Linked DNA regions of Mus musculus: region 2 is linked to region 1. Evidence: chromatin contacts called from public Hi-C data. All regions are on one chromosome and are shown on one strand. Each heading gives the region's core, a stretch centred on a gene start, on an enhancer-like site or on the middle of the called end of the contact. The rest is flanking DNA. Distances are from core to core; before and after follow the strand shown. Region 1 overlaps Vps13b (vacuolar protein sorting 13B). Region 2 overlaps Vps13b (vacuolar protein sorting 13B).

The links. Hi-C and Micro-C count contacts between places; a contact is called where the count stands out from the background.
Region 2: a contact with region 1 is called in a Hi-C map of uterus, with 5 times the contacts expected there. The contact joins two enhancer-like sites. A contact is called at or near these places in 8 of 484 Hi-C or Micro-C datasets (Sertoli cells, embryonic stem cells, liver and 1 more), 1 of 115 datasets of contacts at active chromatin or transcription factors (fibro-adipogenic progenitors) and 1 of 9 other capture datasets (embryonic stem cells).

What each region holds. Positions count from the first base shown.
Region 1 is chr15:35,769,701-35,775,823 of GRCm38.p6, forward strand. It overlaps Vps13b (vacuolar protein sorting 13B), which reads left to right. Exons shown (of 62, transcript NM_177151.4): 36 at 756-1,163. Among named protein-coding and RNA genes, the nearest start is that of Mir875, 110 kb to the left of the region's middle. Within about 2 kb of position 3,946, at least 15 of the 459 cell types and tissues checked have an H3K27ac peak or open chromatin away from gene starts, as enhancers often do. A contact at or near this core is called in uterus, where this site is marked.
Region 2 is chr15:35,911,735-35,917,857 of GRCm38.p6, forward strand. Vps13b (vacuolar protein sorting 13B) reads left to right here. Exons shown (of 62, transcript NM_177151.4): 57 at 3,040-3,216; 58 at 5,313-5,483. Among named protein-coding and RNA genes, the nearest start is that of Cox6c, 23 kb to the right of the region's middle. Within about 2 kb of position 3,302, at least 52 of the 459 cell types and tissues checked have an H3K27ac peak or open chromatin away from gene starts, as enhancers often do. A contact at or near this core is called in uterus, where this site is marked.

The DNA of each region.
Region 1 (6,123 bases), core at 2,696-5,195:
ACTGCCGAGTCTGTGTTCATTCAGAGATGAAGTAGCTAACCCTCAAGAGACTGGAGACCCCAGGGAGTTTAGAAGTAGGATGGGGTGGGGTGGGGACATCCACATGGAGATGGGGTGGGGTTGAGAAGAGGTGTGGGATGTGGAGCAGTCAGATGGTGGATGGGGGGGGCAGGGAATGGAATATGGAGTATAAAAAAATGAATTACAAATAAAATTAAGTTAAAAAAATTTAAAAGGAAAAAAGCAGTTTTCTATTAAAAAATTAGAAAAAACAACAAAAAAATTTCTATTCCATTTATTTTAATAATATACTTGAGTGTTCATCAGTCACAGAATCTTCTGCTTATAGCTGCTCATAAAGGAGAAATGAGCACTTCTGCATAAAAGGCAAGAAAAGGGTCAGGAAGCCAGTGTGGTGGGCAGACCCGTGATGCTTGGGATGAGCACTTTGTCTCATACTATTCTGATCCTATGATGGAATTCTGTTACCTTGGGAGACCAAATGGCAGTTTTGGGTAGGTGCCACACTGGAAAGCCTCCTCCAGCTTGCTGTAGAGCCTAAGGGCAGAGGTAGAAACCCCTGTGTGGGTGTGGGCCTTGTATGAGTGGCCAGCAGACCAGGTGGGTAGGCAGCGCAGAGGTATGTCCCTTCAGTCAGCTCTGAGAAGAGGGACAAGTGAAAGATCACAGAGCTTTGTACTTTGATTAGTATTTAACTGGGGAGCTCCAGTCACCCTGTTTCCTTTTTCTTGTAGCTGACATCTACTTGGATGTATCAAAGCCTTTGAAAGCAAACTTAAGTTTTACCAAACTCGATCAGATAAATCATTTTTTAAAGAAGATAAAAAAGGCACACAGCTCTGCACATAGCAAAGAGACCTCCACCCCGTCAGACTCTATACTGAATATGGATGAGCCTCCTGTCCCCAAATGTTACCGTGGAAAGTTGTCAAAGACCAAAGTTCACTGTGATGAAGCACAGAAGACATCATTTCAAGAAAACATTTGGAGAGCCATCTCCTGCTTTCAAAAAGTTTCTGTCCATACTACCCAAATCGTGGTCTCCATGGAAACTGTCCCGCACCCTCATAAGCCATGTGTGTTAGCATCACTGTCAAACCTCAATGGAAGCCTTACTGTCAAAGCAGCACAAAAAGTACCTGGTAAGTTACAGAAAGGGGGTAGGGTGGAATGGAGGGAGGAGGAGAAAACACCCTTTGTTAGCATGTGAAAAATGCAGTGTTTTAAGGACTTAGAGTCATTAGAGATGGGAACAGTTCTAGCTTGTGAAATGATTTCAGAGATGCTGATTTGGTTTGGTTTGGTTTGGTTTGGTTTGGTTTGGTTTGGTTTGGTTTGGTTTGGTTTGGTTTGGGGCTATTGTCATTTTGTTTAAGGTTATTTGTCTGTTTAAACAAATCTGTGAGCCAGGGTATTTCCTAGCTCTAAGCTGCTTCCTATCCATGTCTTGAGGTACATTCCTGCAGCTGTCTTTGGAACTGTTGGTTCCTAAGTTCCTTTTAGCTGAAGTGGCTAGCACAACATCGAGTTGAGCTTTGGAAGCCTTAGAACAGTGTTTCCACGGTGCAGTCTGTGGAACAAGCACAGCAGATCACCTGACACCTTACTGGGAATGTGTGTACTAGACCCCCAACCCAGCTTATGAATCATACTCTCTGGGCACAGAACCCAATGATGTGAATTTGGTCAGCCTCGCAAGTGATTCTAATGTGTCACTGGGAACCATTTATTTTCAAAAGAAAAATTGCCATGGTGGCAGATATGCTCTACAAGGTGCCCAGCTGAAGCTCAAGCCTGGGAGAGTATCACTGAGGTGTTGTGTCAGGCAGGCCACACCTGGCCGGGGAAAGACTGAAACTGTAGAGGGGCATGGAGCTAACTGGCCATGACATCTCCATTTTTCTCCTTTGCCACTATGACTAAGTAGTAGCTTTTCCACACTGAATCAGAGAAGGTGGGCACAAAGTGTGAGAGGAGAAAAGTCAACACAGGCAGGAAATAACCATTTCAGTCACAGAATCTGCTACTGGGAAAGCTGAGAGGCAAGTGCAGAAGTGTCACTCTGGAACAGAAGTCTCAAGAGGAAACCATATATTTTCCCACAATCCTGTGGGAGTATGTCCTTTTCCATGGCCCTGTATGGAGGAGGGTTGTGGACTGATTTTTGTCAGTCCCTAAGCTGTGTACTAAAAAGTAATTGTCAGCTGGAGACTAATTGTAATTTAGTTCTAGAGAGCCAGTTTGAGCACAGTGGTTTGGTTTTAATTTTAATAGTTGTGTAATAATAATATTAGGCCAAAACATAGTTAATGTCCTTCCTCTCTGAAATATACGTAATCAAGCCAGCTAAAAGATCTTTTTTTTCTTCCTTTGTTGTTTTTAAAGTCAGAAATGAAAAATGAAGGGTCTAGGAGACATGAAAGATTCTCAAACACTGGACACTAGAGTGTCAGGTCCTCCGAGCCCAACCTCACACCTTTCTAAATGCTGTCCCTTAATGGTGGCAGGGAAAAATTATGTCCCAAACAGAGGAAGAGCTTTAGACCCCCATGCAGGCCAGCTCTGCTCACATCGCATTATCTCTAGATTCATTTTTAAAGATATTTAACCTTCATAATTGTTTTCATTATGATACAATTGAACATTTTTTATTTAGCCAGTCAAATGGTCTATTTTTTGTAATTTTCCCTTTTATATTAGAAAAACTGTATAACCCTCTTCTTGTATAATTATGTTCTTTTATCTTGTTAAGCACAAAAATAGATACATTCGCCTTGACTAAAAGATACTTGGTATAATTCTGCTGGTCAGTGTCCAGCAAACATCTTAAAATAGTTTTTTAGAGTCACATTAAATCAAAATTGAAGTTAGTCACTTAATTTAAAAAGATGTATTATAATGAAACTATAACAAAATCTGTTGTGTGTAAATGAGATAGGGTTGGGACAGATTCTAGTTGTGGCTAAAGGCTAGCATCTAGGGAAACTAATTGAGAGATTACTGCATAGCTCTTTTTGGTTTTGTTTTTAGTTGGGGAAGATAGGATCTCTTTCTGGATCCCAGGCTAGCTGTAAACTTGGCCTTCACACCAGGATCAAGACATACTTAAATAAAAAATAGTTGCAACTGTATTTCAAAGAAAACAGTAATTTATCATTATGAATATTAATTTCATAATGCAGTTGAATATCTTCAAATTGCATGTTTTTTCAGTTAACTTGAAATACATTCGTTTGGTTTTGGCTTGTTTTGAGATAGGATATCACCATGTAGCTCTGGTTGTCCTGGAACTCACTACCTATGTAGACCATGCTTGCCCCAGATTTAAACATCTGCCTGCCTCTGCCTCCTCAGTGCCAGGATTCAAGATGTGCCACCACACCGGACAATTTGGTATTGTCTTGATAAGTGACAAAAATAAAAAGACACACACTACCAGCAGCCATATTTTTTTGTGTAGTTTTCAAGTGGTGGTGGTCTGTATTCAAACCAATTTTTATGATGTATCTTTGAGCTCAAAGGAATGACTGTCAGATTTTTATAGGTTGACTCTAATGCAGAAAAACTTCCCCAAGTCTTTGATTTTACAGTTTCTGTCACCATTGTGAGCATCTGCAGCAGCTGCACTTCTCAAATTATTTGCTGAACCAAATTGAGCACAGTGACAAAGTAGTCATCTCCGATGGGCTATTAAACAGAGAGGAGCGGTCTGCACACAGCAGAGCATCTGTTGTGCACATGGCGTCCTATAGAAGGACGCAAGATAAAATAATTGTCAAAATTTTTTCATTAAACCCTCAACAATTTGCACTTGTTTATCTGAATCTGCATAGCTCCCCAATGAGACAACACACTTGGGGTTTCTTTGCTTCTCCCTCACTTTTCTTTGATCCTTTTTGATGTGCTGACTTTAATAAACACAGTCAAAAACACTGTGCAAGAACATCATGGAAAAAACTACAAAGGAACGGCCCAGCAACAGAGCTCTGCTAATCCCTAACTTACGCAGGCTATTTTTAGAGAAATATTTTTTTAACACTCTTTATGTGACAATGTTATATAAACAGGGAAAAGCAGTCCTTCCCAGATGAATTTTAATTTAAGAGCTGAAATAGATTTGTAATTCTAGAGGAATCCTATGTGCTAAGTAATTCTTAGAGAAACACCATTGGGAATGTGCTGTAGGCATGTTCCCTCACTTGTCAAGAAGACCAAGAAAAAAATGAGTTTGCCTAATGATTTTTTTTTATCATCTAAGCTATTAGAAACCTATGGAAAGTATGTGGGGAAAGGGAATATAAAAGCATGAAACAAGAAAGCTAATGTTTGCTGGGCAGTGGTGGCGCACACCTTTAATCCCAGCACTTGGAAGGCAGAGGCGGGCTGATTTCTGAGTTCGAGGCCAGCCTGGTCTACAGAGTGAGTTCCAGGACAGCCAGGGCTACACAGAGAAACCCTGTCTCGGAAAAACCAAAAAAAAAAAAAGAAAGAAAAAAAAGAAAGCTAATGTTTTTCCTCAAACGTTGATACATTTGTGCAACCTAGAGAGCTTTAATATTCACTTACTCGTTTTAAAAATAATATAGTAGAAATTATTAACTGAGCTTGTTAAAAGAATTCCCATTTTCATTTTGCAGAATACAATATAATACTTCTAAACTATGACTATTTCAAGGGACTTTCTATTCCTCCACTCTGCAGATGCTTGTGCAGCCATGAATCTTACAACTAACTCCTCTCTCCTAGAACACTTATGTTCTCCCATGTGTCTTAATAAAATCGCGATTGCCGTCTGATTGTAGATGTGATGCTTGTAATATAACAGGAAATCTTATGAGGGCTCTGCCAGTAACAAGAATCTAAGTTAGAGCCAGGCAGTGGTGGTTCATGCCTTTAATCCCAGCACTTGAGAGGCAGAGGCAGGCAGATTTCTGAGTTCAAGGACAGCCAGGGCTACACAGAGAAACCCTGTCTCGGGGAAAAAAAGAGAATCTAAGATAGAAATTGTATCATATATTCTGAAATATTTTAAAGTCAATAGTATTTCTTTGGTATCTATTAAATCTGTCTCATAGTATAGTATGTTCTTTAAACAGTTGCCACACAAACACACTGCCGCCAACATGGGCACACAGTGCCGATCCCTTTTGCTGTTTGAAGCATGTCATTTTGGAGACACGCAAAGTATGTAGTTATAAATTCTGAACTGACAGCGAGTCTCTTTCCACAGGAGGGTGGGGACTGAGCTTACACTTTAGCTACCCTGTCAGGGTAATTTATGGCTCTATTAAGATGGCACGCCTTAGATTTCTGCAAACAAGAGGACACAGTTTAGAGCTGTGAAATCATTGGACTTGAGCTTGCCTTGCTCCTTCTCGGAGCCAATTAACATGGCAACCTTTAAATAGACTAAGAAAAAGAGGAACACAGCTGGAACACAAAGGAAACACAAAGGAAAATAACCTGGGTGAAGCTGTTAGAAGTGGGAAACCATTGACAAGACTGAGGACTTTTCTCCCAAGCAGTGACTTGAGCTCATTGTCAAAGGAACAGTGGCTTTAATCACTTTCCCTGATCTTTCTGTAGTTAACTTGGTATATAAACTAAGAGAGAGAAAGGAAGTAAAGCCATTCTTTTCCATGAAATTACCAGTAAAACATTTATTATAACAGAAGCTAGCACTCCCTTCATGCTCTGCAAGTGAAACCAGGTCATTGGTGCAGAGTGGAGCTCCCACACTTCTGCTGTGCTGCAGTACCCTGAGAGAAGACTGTCTGCTTTGGATGCTTCAGAGATGCATGTTAGCCTGGTGGGAAGTAAAGCATGAAATTAGGTCTGACTACCTCAAATCCTGTGTTGCAGCAGTGAGCTGTTTACAGCACCCCAAAGACTCTTGCTGTTCTCAGAAAGAAATGCATCTCTTTCCAGTGTCTGAACAATGAGAAATGAATTTCTTGACAGTTAAAGTCAGGGCAGATTTAACTTTTAAGGATCCACTGATGATGGAAGCATAAATATAGCTAGTTGACAGTTATACAAACCACCAACGATCCTTAATGAATACTGGGTGTGGGCATCAAGGCCCTGTCAATTTTGACATTT
Region 2 (6,123 bases), core at 2,052-4,551, 140 kb after region 1:
AAAAATAATGAGGAATATTTCAAACTGAATAGACATGTATATCTCTGTAAAGTACCCCAGACACTTACCCTTCTGGTACACTGACATATATCAGCTCTTTAGTCAGAGGTCAAAAGAGGAGGAGGACTCCCTGCGGTCACAGCTGACACCAAGCTAGGAAGCTGGCCTAAAGGACAGATTCCACCTGTGCCCGGGTAACCATGGCCTCCATAGGCTTTGTGCGAAACCTACTGCCTTGTTTTACTGGGACTGAGGGATCTCATGTGAACATTCTCTCTGGCCTTCTTATAGTTAGAAATCCTGTGATTGTCTCATTTTCAATATACAGCAGGAAAGAAATTTTAACACCAAAGCTGAAATTGAAATTGAAAACATTGTCACTAAAACTGAATATTACTTGAAAGAAAAGTCATTGGAGCATTGAGAAATAGAAAGGCCACGGGGAGGGTGGCTGGCAGGCCCAAAGAGAATGGACTAGCATTCCTGTAGAGAACGGATGAGGGCTAGCCAGGAGGGAGTGGGTTGTGTCCATCTCACTTAGGGCTGCATTTACCCACTGGACTCAAGGTTCCTGGCTGGGATGCTTAAAACACCATGACCTCATTTCTGGGGAAGTCTGTGGAGTCATTTGAAGAGGCTTTAAAAACCCATAACTGCTAACTAGAAATGAGTAGCTCCATTCAAAGGGAGGAATGTGGGCTTGAGAATTTCTCAAGGTTCTTGCCTACCTCCAGCTCCCACTCTCATAGACTCAGATCACCCACAAGATTTCCAAACAACTAAGCCAAAAATATGCAGATGAACCTCTGCATCCTTGGGTTCACATCTGCAGATCCAACTACTTGTAGCCTGAAAATACTGAAGAATTATGTGTGTTCTTGCCATTTATCCCTTAAATATGCAGAATAAATAGGCCAGCAAGATGGCCGCTGTCCAGTTGAGTGGGTAAGAGTGGAAGGAAAGGACTTACAAGTTGTCCCCTAGCCGCCACAGGTGTATACCTTTGCACACCCACAGCCACATAAATTAGGAGTAGTAGTAAACATTTTAAAGTCAGCAGCACGTTGGGCACAGCTTGTGCACTATACAGCAGTACACACTCAGGCAATGTCAGTGTAGTGCAGGTGGCCAAAGCTCGACGGCGAGTCTGGAACCCATGCCTGCTGGGTGCTGAGGCCACTTCACTCACCTCTGAGAAAAGAGTAAAGAGCATCCTTGTATACTCTCTGTCTTTTTGTCTAGCCTGGATGCCACCAAGTGGAATCTCCATCCACAAACAGCCCTCTGGTGGCTTCAGGCTTTACTGATCACAGATTTACTGATCAGCGGTACACCTTCCATATGGTTAGGAAGAATAGGAAAGGACTCTCAGCAGCCAGATGGGATTAAGAGTCAACGTGGGCCTTCCCCTGTATGCCCTCTATGTTCCCAGACCTGAAGGAAGCTTCACTGGAGCCTGACAGGAGACTCTTTCACATGTGTCAGGGAAACCAAGGTCTCTAAACCAGCCATCAGATGGAACCTGTGATCATTCTGGGAGATCCTCTAAGAAGAGGAATAACTTATTCCACAGGACCATTGATTGATTGATTGATTGATTGATTGATTGATTGATTGATTGAGATGGGCAGAGATCAAGTAAACTAACCTAGGTTGGAAACCCTACTCCTAAATTTTTCAGCCAGAGACTGTGAATGTCTTACTAACAAAATCTCACTTCAGTGTCCTCTGATTCCTGCCAGTAGAGATACTGTAGACACACATCAAGTGGGATTGTCATCTACCTCCTGTATCCATACAGCTCTGACCCCCAGCAGCTCAGTGGTCAGGCACACTTGCAGGGTGATGGTGGCACTGTTGGCCTTGTGCTTGGGGGATTCCATGAGCAGTGCCTTGGCCCCACGTGGCTCTTCATTTGTCAGTCCTAATGACTGACAGCCATGTTGTCACCCTAATGCTCCAGAAAAGGGCTCAACATTTATGCCAGTCCTATGCTCTCTACTTTAGGAAGCTCTCTGCTTTGATAGTGACCTGGGGACTTGGCCTCCCTCTTCGGTTGGTGACTTAACTGAGGATCTCTGTCACAGAGACTTGCTATTGAGAGAGGGAACAGTTCCCATCCTTTGCCTTACCTCACAGCCTTCCCAATAAAAAGGCCACAGTACTGAGTTTGGCATAAAGATTCCTAAAGGAAGTTGCTTTTTCAGATCTCTCCTCTCCCTGCCCCTGGTCTTTGCCTGCCCCTGGAGTCCTCTGGGCTTACAAGCCCTCAGTCCCCACCCCAGGCGGAAGGGAAAAGGCAGAAGGCTGTGAGCAAGCCACTGGAGCAGGCCAGCTCCTGGCAAGTCTGAATTTAAATAGGAAAGCAGACCCAAAGCCACGCTCCTGGGACATGGGTGGGGGAGCACTTCCCTCTCGCTAACCTAATCAGTGTGTCCCTGTCACCGATGTTTACACAGCCCAATAGGGTTGAAGGAGAGACATTTGTTTGGCTCTAGCTCCACTCTAAGAGAAGTACTCAGCTTGATAGGATTGTGAAAGATTAAAAAGAACCCTCCATCCTTGTCAAAGCTTGCATCCCTTTTGCAATACCCTATTTTAGCATCTGGCTTCTCACCACCAGGCAGCTGCTGCTGCTGCTGCTGCTGCTGCTGCTGCTGCTGCTGCCGCCGCCGCCCTGACAGATAGGGAGAAACATCTCAGTCTGTGAGCACCTGCAGCCCAGAGTGCCTGACTGAGCTGGAGGTGTTCTCTGCACATGGCTCCCTTTACAGGAGTACAGGAGGCTTGGGCACAGAAGTCATATTAAAGCCATTTGCAAGGCTGCCAGAGGAACACTGTGATTTATAAAGTATGAAAGTTCACCATTTATGAATTCACAGATATGATTTCCCATATTTTGCTCCAAAGAAGCTTATGGGTGTCATACACCCTTCGTTCTAGTGTGGAAAGGGAATTTTAGAGAAAGCAGGCCACTTTTCATGAGTGTTGAAAGTGCTGAACTCAAGGTCTCAATAACCCCTTCCCTTTGTGTTGCAGGCTGGGTGGTGGGGTCTCTGGAAATCCTCGGCAGCCCCGCCAGCTTAGTGAGAAGCATTGGGAATGGGATCTCGGACTTCTTCAGGCTTCCATATGAGGGATTGACCCGAGGCCCAGGAGCCTTCGTGAGCGGAGTCTCCAGAGGGACCACATCATTCGTCAAGCACATTTCCAAAGGTAGCGGGTGCCGGTCCTTGCAGGGCCTTGTCTTGTGTTTCAAGCGTTCATGCTGTTCAGTTTGCTCACCCAGCCTGCAGCTTCTGTTGTGTTAACTTGCTGTGAAATGCTGGGATGATAGCAAAGCTCATGTTTTAAACAAATCACTGCTTGCCTGTAGTGTTTAAAAATGTTTCAGAAACGTTCTCATTGAGAAAACACAAACTGGCTCCACTGTTATTCTATACAATAAATATAGAAATACTGACAGTGTTTGTGACCTCTGCTAAGCAGCAGGGCTCCCACACCAGTTGCCTCATCATGTTTCTAAAATGCAGATACAGTTGTCATAGCTGTCTAAGGACATGGACTCATTGTAGTGGGGAAGCTGACTGCTAAGCCAGCTTTACTCCCACTCCCTACATCCACAGTGCCATCTTGTGGTCCAGACAGGTCATCAGGCATGGAGGCTAAACTGCTTCCCACCAGGAGAATGTTTTCATTTCATCCAGTGTTTGCTCGATATTTTGGTCAGGTTGGCAGTGACCAGGGAACTAACAAGGGCCATCTGAGTCCCCTTTTCTTCTCAGCGGGAGGCAGAGAAAACAGGGCAAAGGCCTTCTTGCCCATAAAAGGCATTTTACTGTAGACAATACCATAACTCTGTTATGAGTGGGCAGGTTACTGAAGACTCTAGAAGACCTCAAAAGAAGACTTAGGCTTGAAATATGAGACTCCATGATCCATAGTGAGGGTGGGGGCTCCTGGTGGGGGGTTGGCAAGAGAGCAGCCAGAGTAATAAAAACAAATTCCATGGACAATGAAAGGGAGCCTCCCCCAGCCCCAGATCCCGGGAGGCCTGGGAGCGGACTAGAAACTCACAGATGTGTGCCTGGTGGGCTTCTCAGTCCTGCCATGGGTCCTCTGAGGTTCTGGTGTTTGTGTTTTACAATAGGACAGCAAACACCTGTTAAACTGTAGCTCAGCTTATTTAGCATCCTGACTGCTTCTTACATTTGTTCTCCCATCTTAGCAAAATCGGGGGGGGGGGGGGTTGTCTGTGTGTGTGTGTGTCTGTGTGTGTGTCTGTCTGTGTTGTGTGTTCATATGTCTCTGTGTTTATATGTCTGTGTGTGTCTGTGTTCATACATCTGTGTGTGTCTGTGATTCATGTCTGTATGTGTGTCTATGTGTTCAAGTCTGTGTGTTCATCTGTCTGAGTGTGTCTGGGTATCTTATGTGTTCAGACCACAGGTAAAAATGATAGCTTCAGAAGTGGGACCTGCCATTTCTTCTCTATTGGTGTCTTCTGGTTTTGCTGCTGAGATCCATATGTACTTGCTGGAGCAGTTGGGACTGTTGGAGCATGGGAAGTTGTCTTTTTTTAGGAAAACCAAACAGAATCATTGCCTGGGTTCCTTTGTTGACTTTTCTATCAGTCAATGTCCAGATTACCAAAACTTCATAAATCTTCTATAGCAAATAGGGTTTTTCCCTCAGAATACCAAGTGATAGAGTTTACTTTCTCCCTTTATTAAGACTGAAGTCATGACCAGGTGCGGTCACGCTTGCTGAGGAAGATCACAAGTTCAAAGCTGATGTAAGCCTGTATAAGAGAGCAGAGGAGGGCCGGGCGTGGTGACACACGCCTTTAATCTCAGTACTTGGGAGGCAGAGGCAGGCGGATTTCTGAGTTCAAGGCCAGCCTGGTCTACAAAGTGAGTTCCAGGACAGCCAGGACTATACAGAGAAACCCTGTCTTGAAAAAACAAACAAAAAAGAGACCAGAGGAAGAAAAGGGAACAGTGAATTCACAAGTTGTAAAGTGGAAACATTTCTTGACAATCTACCTGGGACTAAGGAGTATAACCTTAAACATAACCTGTAAAATGAGCTCAGAAACATAGGTAGGCTAGGCATGTAGTCAGCGGTCGGACTTTAATCTCTTAAAACTGGATCCATAGAGGACTTCAAAAATCTTTCCCCCAAGTCTTGAGAAATTATTGGCAAGGTGCAAAGGTCTTAGCCACTCAGTGCTGCTGGCATGTCTTCTCATCCCACCTCACAAACCCTGGCTGCCACCTGAAGGGAACCAGCCCATGCTCTTGTGCCCGCAGGTGCCTTGACATCCATCACCAACTTGGCCACCAGCCTGGCCCGGAATATGGGCCGGCTCTCGCTGGACGAGGAGCACTACAACCGGCAGGAGGAGTGGCGGCGGCAGCTCCCTGAGAGCCTAGGTGAAGGACTGCGACAGGGCCTGTCCAGACTGGGCATCAGCCTGCTCGGTAAGAGACTCGATACTCCTGTCTGCATTCAGCTTTGGAAGCTCCAGGGATGGCCACGTGGCTTCTCGTGGGAGTGGTTGTGGAGTTCGCGACCTTTCATAAATAGAACTGAGCTATGAAGGAACAGTCCCTGGCAGTGCATCTGAGGAGCACTAGGGCAGGAGCAGTTCTACAGTGTGGTGCTGCTCCTTAGCAGGGCTACCTCAGGACTGCCTGGGGAGGAGATTACCAGACACAATACCTGTGCTCCATCTTCCCTACTTAACATGGGTCTTGGTATACAATCTCCAAAGCAAAGGACGAGGGCACAGGACACCCCTAAGCACTTTGAGAAGTGAGTTCCCAGCAACCTTGGGAAAGCATCTACTTCCCCTTAGCATGGCTGCTTGCTTTGTTTGAGCAGCACTTGAGCAGTGTGCACGTGCTGTGTAAACTGTAGTCAGGAGCCAGCTTCCTTCCCCCACCCCCTTGGATTTCTTTATTTCAGATCAGCCCATCTCCAAGCAATTATTGTTTGTCAAGCAGCCCGGTGGTATAGTTAGAGGGGAAGATTTCCATGGGTATTGCAAAGGATCAAGTGTTTGAAAATAAGTTGCTTTGGGAAAATCTATAAAAAGAAAACTTCAGAGTTAGAAATTTA